Regions from separate parts of the Zea mays genome. Here region 2 is linked to region 1. The links are chromatin contacts, called in public Hi-C maps. All regions are on one chromosome and are shown on one strand. Each heading gives the region's core, a stretch centred on a gene start, on an enhancer-like site or on the middle of the called end of the contact. The rest is flanking DNA. Distances are from core to core; before and after follow the strand shown. Region 1 holds the start of LOC100191206. Region 2 has its middle 15 kb from the start of LOC103650685.

The links. Hi-C and Micro-C count contacts between places; a contact is called where the count stands out from the background.
Region 2: a contact with region 1 is called in a Hi-C map of tassel, with 2.2 times the contacts expected there. The contact joins the enhancer-like site here to the promoter of LOC100191206 in region 1. A contact is called at or near these places in 2 of 25 Hi-C or Micro-C datasets (ear and tassel).

Annotation. Positions count from the first base shown.
Region 1 is chr3:146,482,094-146,486,164 of Zm-B73-REFERENCE-NAM-5.0, forward strand. It overlaps LOC100191206, which reads left to right and starts at 2,120. Exons shown (of 3, transcript NM_001136641.1): 1 at 2,120-2,487; 2 at 2,690-2,845; 3 at 3,030-4,071. The coding sequence starts at 2,198. The coding sequence ends at 3,597.
Region 2 is chr3:146,604,208-146,608,838 of Zm-B73-REFERENCE-NAM-5.0, forward strand. No RefSeq gene overlaps it. Among protein-coding and RNA genes, the nearest start is that of LOC103650685, 15 kb to the right of the region's middle. Within about 2 kb of position 2,219, at least 12 of the 20 cell types and tissues checked have an H3K27ac peak or open chromatin away from gene starts, as enhancers often do. A contact at or near this core is called in ear and tassel, where this site is marked.

The DNA.
Region 1 (4,071 bases), core at 870-3,369:
GAGATAAGAGAGAGAGAGAGAGAGAGAGGGGGGTGGGGGGGGGGGGGGGGGGGGGGGGAAGAGGATACAAACGAGCATCAAAATGGGCGTCTAAGTTAGGCTAAATAGGGGACCTAAAACTAAATAAATGTCAGAGCGGACGTCTAAGTTAGACTAAGCAGGGAATTTAAAGGTAGAATTGTAGACTATACAATTTGCAATAGAGAAGTGAGCGGAGGCGTGTACCCTCCCTACTAGCATATACGTACGTAGGTCTCCCCATGCGAGTCTTGTTCCATGCATGCAAAAACATAGGGTGTTTATCTGGGTTAGTCGACCCCGATAAAATTTATAAATTCTTTAGCAAAACAATATTAAAGTTTATAAAACTCTATATCATATAGCAAAGTTGTTTCTTGTAACCTCAACAATATTTTTTGGCTACATGCAGTACGTGCTGATGGAGCCAGATCTAAGTCGATTCCGCACGTTACTGATCTGTCTGCTGTATCTACATCGGTGGGTATGTAACTGTAGAGGATTCGGCCGGCATATGCATGCATATACGTACAGGCGCTGACGAGAGAGAAGCAGGAGGGGTGTGGTGTGTGTGTGTGTGTGTGGGGGGGGGGGGGGGGGGGGGGGGTACAGCAGCCTAACACAGACAAAGTCCAAGTTGGAGCTGACCTGCTGTTTGCTCAATCATGTGCTGCATATGCTAGCCTAGCACTAGCAGTCTGAGAGAGAGACACGGTCGGCCGATGGCGGAGGTGGTGGATCCCGATCCCGACCGACCTTGGGCTTGGGTCAGCGCGCGCCCATGCATATATGCAGTACTGTGCTGCTGCTGATCGAGAAGTGTTTACGGGCGACATGCATGCATGCGGTAGATCGATTCATACGAGTATACGACCATATGCATGGGTGGTCTAGATCGACTAGAGATATAGTATATACTATCGACAGAGAGACGATAGATAGATAGATGCATCATGCATGCGAGCCAGCATATATCGTATCTGCATGGGACATGCATGCATCGCATATGGACGAGGACGACGACGACATCATGCATGCATGCAAGCAATGAGATGAGATCCCGCGCGCGGCGCTGCAGGCAAGGTCAGGTCAACCCCTTGTCGTATCCCCTGGCTTCGTCTCCCCGGCCTATTAATTGCCTTTGGTCCTTTCCTTTGCCTTTTTCTCTTCGATTTCTCTCTCGATCGTGATCCATCCATCACACATACACGTAGGGACAGCCAGCATGCTTGCATGCTAACCCAAAAGGTCAACTCCTAATGCGACCAAAACATAGTTAGTTTGTTACCAGATCGGACGCGCGCGGTAGTTTTTTTCTCATTCTGAAAACAAAAAAGGGTTTGGGTTTGTTTGGTACGTAGACTGATCGTTATAGGGCAGATAAATTAAAGTTGCTTGCTTGGTTCACAACGATCTGCTTGGCTTACTTGCTACCTCGCGCGTTACCATTTAATATTAATTAATTATTAATTGGTACGTACTATTTATTACATAATAAGTTGCATACATATATTACATGTTGCTTATACATATATACATATACGTAGCAAATAATGCAAATGCATTAATGCATATGCATGTATAATATATAGTTTGTTTGGGGCAGGCAAGTTAATAAAGAGCTCAAGGCAGGAGTAGCTAGCTTTACTAATCTGTGTGCAGTGTGTGGTGAGGCCTACTCCATTTATCCACGGCGCTAGACAAACTTGTAGGACTCTCTTTAGGACAGAAAAGGGTATGGTTAGGTGCCAGCAGCAGGTTCAACACATCTGCCCTTATCGATCCATATATGTATGCGGCGGCGACCTAGCTAGCTAGCTAATCATGCACGCTAGCTAGTCATCTTTAGTGGTTACGTTGACACAAATGCATTATATTAGTCGTTATTGCACCCTTGGGTTATCAACAACACATACGTAGCAGCTTAATGATTCAACACAACAACACATGAAATATATATATATTAATTGCTGGGTCGTCGAGGGTATATTGGGAATAAAATAAAATTAGCGGCATGCATATAGTTGCATTACCATTAATTGTTGTTATATATACACCCTCCTCCCGTGGGTTGGGTTGGTGGCTTCTTCTTGCATTGCATTGCATGCATCAACCTCTCTCCTCTCCTCTCGCTCTCTACTACTAGCTACTAGCTTTAATTTGTAACTGCTTGTCTGCCATGGAGGAAGAGGAGGGATCGTCGACATCATCAGTCGCTGTGCCTGTGCCGCCGCCGCCTAATAAGTACGACTCCTGGACGACAGATCCGGAGGAGCTGATGATGATGATGGTCGACGAGGCGGCGGTGCAGCAGGAAGGGCCCCGTCGCCGGCGGGACTCCATGCTCAACAAGCTCATCTCCACGGTCTACTCCGGACCCACCATCAGCGACATAGAGAGCGCGCTCTCTTTCACCGGCGGCGGCGACGTGGATGCTCGCAACTACAACAACTCCTCCGCCGGCCCAGGGTACGTACGTCGTCTGCTCAATTCGTTCTCACAATCAGAAATATTGGAGCGTCTTCTACTAGCTAGCTAGCTCGATCTTAATCCATCAATCCGCGATCTATCTTCCTGTGTATATATAATATATATATATATATATATATATATATATATATATATATATGAAGAATCATATTGAATGCATGGCGTATGTGTATATACATAGGGCTTTATCGTCCCCGGAGAAGGTGCTGATGAGCAAGATGGAGAACAAGTACACGCTCAAGATCAAGACCTGTGGGAACGGCAGCAGCCTTGCGGAGGATGGATACAAATGGAGGAAATACGGCCAGAAATCCATCAAGAACAGCCCCAACCCAAGGTATACATACATATAATATAGCTAGTACAATAATAGATACTGATCATGAATGAGTGCAACCCGATCTGTCTGGCCAGCCACCAAAACTGGCAGTGCTTGCTAGCTAGCTGTGCATTGGCAATCCCAATTCTGTATCCAGATCGACTTGTTTAGTAAGTTTGCTGTGCTGTGCTGTGCTGTGCAGGAGCTACTACCGGTGCACGAACCCTCGGTGCAACGCCAAGAAGCAGGTGGAGCGGTCGACGGACGAGCCGGACACGCTCGTCGTCACCTACGAGGGCCTCCACCTGCACTACACCTACTCGCACTTCCTCCACCACCAGCAACCGCCGCCGCAGCCCAAAAAGCCCAAGCTCGGCGCCGGCCCACCACAACAGCCCATCGTCGTCATGGACGACGACCTTCTCCACGGCCCGGCCCAACAAGACATCATCACCACCGGCCCACTGGGAGCTGCTGTCATGGCTCCAGCACCAGCACCACCACCAGCAGCAGCATCTTTCTGCTACGACCTTGACGACGATGTACCTGCTTTTTTCGACGACCACGACCACCACCACCACCAGCAGCAGCACATCACCAACGGCGGGCTGCTGGAAGACATGGTGCCGCTGCTGGTCCGGCGGCCCTGCACCACCACCACCACCACCTCCGCCGGTAGCACGTCGCCGGACCTTTCCGCGTCGTCCTCTGTCTCATGGAACCCCACCTCGCCTTACATCGACATGGCCATTCTCTCCAACATTTTCTAGTGCATGCATGCATGCGTCCGTGTTCAACTACCATGCACACGCACCCATCGTCATGTTTGTATTGTGTGCTGATATATAGTATGTATGTATGTATGTACTAGCTAGTATAATACTACTAGCAGTACGTGTGTGTACGTACGTAGATCCGATCCATCCTCAGGCGCGCGGTGCTATATATATTGTCGATCTGTTATTAAATTGGGTTCGTGCTATCTAATAATTCTTAAGTAATGCATGCATGGCCCTCATCGTAGATCACACATTCCAATTCCAAACTCTTTCGTCAACAATGCAAATGGGAAAAATATGTATGGTCTCCGGTTTCTTCCCGCCACAGACGCAGCATAAAGAAAGAGACACAAGAAACAATGATGACTGAACTCTTGTTATTCATTGTGAGGTGGGTACATTTTGTATTAGCCCATATACAAGGCATATTTGTTTTGTATTAGCCCATACAAAGCATATTTGTTT
Region 2 (4,631 bases), core at 969-3,468, 120 kb after region 1:
GAAAGCAAGGATTCGAGCGTAACTTGTGAGTGTAGATTTTGTGGAGTTGCTCCACTTATATTTACCGTCTTTATGCCTCGATTGTCCCTAGAACTCGTTGATTAGAAGAATCTCTCACTAATCTCCGCGTTGATATCGATTTAGTACTCTCCTCGCAGTTGAATCGGTTCAGAGTGGCTCGATCGCCCTAGGTAGCAGTTGAACCGACCTGCACCGGTTGAACTGCTATGTCACTATATTTCAAAGTTTTTGTTGAAAATTTCAAGTGTAGCCTATTCACCCCCCTCTAGGCTAGTTTCAAGTGTTCTAGCATATGATCCGATGTCATGACGGACGATCTGCATGAACATAAACAAAACCTATGTTCTTGAGTTCTTCATGGTGTTCTTAGACGGTATACTCTATATCATGAATGTTGTCCATCATGCATGTGCATGGGATTTTTAGGGTTGTTTAGGTGGTGTGTTAGGCTTGTGGTGAATAGGTTTCAAGCTTTATATACCAAGTGCAACTTGTGATTTGGGGATCAAGCAAATCATGGAAAAAGGGAATGAAATACATGAATTGGAGAATGGAAACTTATCTTAGGGAGTGGGTGATTCTCAGACCATCAGACCATTCATTGAACTTTGATCTTCCTTTCTTTCAAGCAAAAGAGATGGATTTGGCATTTTCGTGATTATTCATGCAAAAATAATGTAGATGTCATTAGAGGGACCCAAGTGATTCATGAGAAGATTGAGTGGGAGATAGCATTGAGCTTATGCTTGAGATGAAAAATCAATCATAAGCCTCATTTTGTGTCCATGCATAGTGAGATGATTTCAATAAAAATGAGATAGGATCTCTTGAGCTCATCATAGATGATGGTGTGCACTTGGGATGATGGAGCTTGAGATTGATCCTACTTTTCTTATTTTCTTTCTCTTCCTTCCTGTCTAATATTTTTCTGTATAGTTCATCCTTTGTTCTTCATGTGTAGAGAGAGAGGGAGAGTGGGAATGAGCAGTGGCGGACGCAGGGCGAGAATTTATGGGGGCCAAAAAGAGCACATGAAAAAATCAAGCAAGATCATAAAAAACTAGTATCGACAAGTTTCATATCAATACACGATACAAGTTTAAGGAAGAAAACTATATGAACAAAGGAAACAAATATAATGCTAAGTTCTTGCTGACCGAATCGAAGTTATGTGTAATTTGTTGAATGTTGACCTCCTCGAAGTGTGGGGTGCGGGAAAGGGGCGGGTCAGGAGACGTCTCCGATTGAGAGCTTGGGCTCGCTGGTTCGCCAAGCTCGTCGACCACCCGGAATGCGTCGCATCGTCATGACGAGCAAGATCTAGCCTATTGGGCGGGTGTCGCGACGACGATGACGAGATGATGGGGGGCAGAGGTGCCAAGAAGGGGCGGGGTCAGGCGACATCGCATCGAGAAGGGGCTGCGGTGGGAGCGTGGTATATCGGGGCAGGCTGGTTTGGGTGGCATCAGGGATAGTATGGCCGAACGGATAGTTGTGACGACTGGGCCGATCCAACGAGGAGGTCCATGACAGGGTTGTTTTAGTCTTTTAAAAACTTTAATTTTTTCTACACTTAACAGTAAATGATTATTAGATATAAGAGATTATACAAGATTGAGTCGGTAGGAGAGTGAGTGGCATGGAAAGGTGTTGAATAGTTGGCAATATCTTCCACTTCGAGCTGACATATGGGCCCAAGCTAAGGGAAGAGTGCAACTCACTTAACAGATTATTAGCTAGTATTCTCTTTCTCTGTCAATGGGGATGTGGGTGATGGAGATGGAATGAAGCTAGATGCCAAGAAATAGAACTACATAGATATATAGGGACTATGTAGTACGTACGTAGTATAGTGTGGGTGGTGAGCTAGCTTAGAGCGATCGAGATAGTAGTAGGCGATGCATCCCAAGCGATGATCGATCGAGTTCCAGACAAAAGAAAGCATCCAATCAAACTTCTTCTCATGCATGGATCGGAAGAAAGAACAAGCAAAGAAAGATGCCTTGTTTCTTGAGCTGCCCCTGCCTGCATCTGCATCCGACTCCGACGACCATAATGCAAGCCCGTAATTAATTAAGCTGCGCTGGGAAGAGCTTTGGAGGAAGGCGGAGATGACAAACTGACAGGGACACGGATTGACTCACTGATGGATGGATGGATGGATGGGATTGGACGGCAGCTGGCTGCCTTGGCCCACTTCCACTGCAAACGCGACGGGTGCAGGCTTTATAGTCCATCTATCCAGCTAGTACGTAGCTGCACCGCATTCATGCATGCATGTTTCCTTTGCTAGCTTTGGTTCCAAACCACAAACTGGAAATAGTACGTACCGCGCGCGCCACCATCTTTTAAGTTCATGCATGCAATGCAATGCAACAAGCTACTCCAACTTGTAAATCTGGTCACCGTTTTATTTCTCATGATCTGCTGGGAGCTTCATTTCTTTCTTGTTCCTAGCTAGCTATCTGCTCTGCTTTTTTTATACGATGATTCCTCATTTCTATTATATTCATAACAGAAATACAACAGGGTTTTCAGAAGGAACGGATTGTATCACCGTTCCAGTTCCTTTTTGTCATATTCTCTTTAGATAGGAGAACACTGTTTTCTAAAAACCACATGAACATCTTGATTTTAGGAGGGACTCTTCCTTTCCAGATATGCTTCATGTAGGGACCATAGATCCGATTCTCCATGTGAATATAAAGAGGTTTGACAGTAAAGATTTTTTGATTTCCCCATCTCCATCCAATATATAACATCATCTACTTCTTGGAAACCAAAATCCATACCCATCCTGTAAATGTTCTCCCAAGTATTGATCTGTTCATTATTATAGAGCAATCTCCTGAAAGGCATATGCCAATCATTCTCTTTACCATGCTTCACCATGCATATGATCCCTTTATTTTCACAAATGTCATAAAGATCAGGGACAATATGGCATCGCAGATTCGCAGAGAGGTTGCCAAAACCTAGTTTTATCACTAGATCGACTTGGTTATTACTTGTCTCCCCAACATATACAAATGTTTCACCTTTTCAGCCGATCATGCCAAACATGTGAGTCGCTATATTGTGAGTAATAAACACTATGCACATTTTGTTCATGCTAACATATATATATTGTTGTTCATGCTGATAGATAGATCAGCTAGCTAGCAGACAAGCGATCAAATTCCCAGATTTCAAAAACAAAATGATGGATGGATCCCCAACGTACGTACGTACGTACTATTGCAATACAGTTTCGAATATTCCATGTCGCAAAATTACAAATTTTTATTTGCTCCTTTTTTCACCGTTTCCGAGATAGCAAAAGCAACTGGTGTCTGCTAGTGGATGGAAATCAAAGTTGAGGTGCCAAAAAGAAAATCTGCAGTCTGCTGTGCTCGGTGGTGATTTTTATCCAGGTGTAGCTGACACATGCACGCAGGCACGTCGCACGCACTAGATAGTGAGATCGTGTCGTCAGATCATCGGATCCTGGGCCATCCATCATATATATTTTTCAGAGAGAGAGAAATTAAAACCACAGCATCGATATTAGACATGTTTTCATTAAGTTCATACAATAAGTGTTACTCTCTTACACACATATATATTCTCTTTTGCTCCAAATTATAGGATATTTTACCTTTTATAGATTTGTAATTTTCTTATGGCCACGGATATATTTTATGCCTAGGTATATAGTTGTCAACGTCCTGAGAAATGCATCTCTAAGATACATTTTAGATTTGTAATGGTGTTAGCCCAAAATTTTTGAGGATATGTGTCCTGGCTCAGTGTGCTTTGTTGTGTTGCACCGACATGGCTTCACCAGCACACCCAGTTTGATAGGGCGGTGACCTCTCACATCGGCTTACAACAACACTAACCACGCATCGCATCACGAGCACCACAAAAGATCTTGCTCGATTTATCCCTCCACAACCTCAAGCAAGGCTAGTGCTAGATCGGGTTGATTATTCCCTTTCGACATTGCTCAAACAACTCCCTTGGCCAGTTGTTGGGACCGCCTGACATGTGGACCCAAACACTTAGGAACGGGCAAGGCTCAGGTGCACAACAAAAGAGTAGGTAGGGAACTGTACTGCCTTGTTATGTGTGTCCCATCTATGTAAAGAGGGGGTATTTATAGGCAACCGGACGAGGTAGGTGGTCCTAAGTATCATTATAACCCCGGTTACCTGCTACATTCCCGGATTATTCCTCGCAACAGGGTCATTACCATGCAGTAAGGTACAACGACCTAAACATACTCTAAAGTCTACCCCTTGAAGGGGCTTACAAGTGGGCCTGAGCAGCAACGTGGTGGAAGCCTAGGCCCCACAGAGGTCTCCCAGAGCCTTCTCCTATATTCCAGACCCTTGACAGCGTCGGGGCTTTGACTCCACTGTTTGAGGGACAAGTAGAGCCTTCGGGGCACGTGGCGAGGGTTACTGTGAGCCCCCTCTTCTCGCGCGGCCCTTCGCTCAGTCTTTCTTCAATGGCTGTGGTCGAGGATCCTGTCGCTGGTACGGGACAAAGTCCACCGTCGGTGCTATCCCTGCGCTCAGGCATGGTTAATCGTAGCCGGATAAGTCTGATCAAGGTCTGGTTCGGCG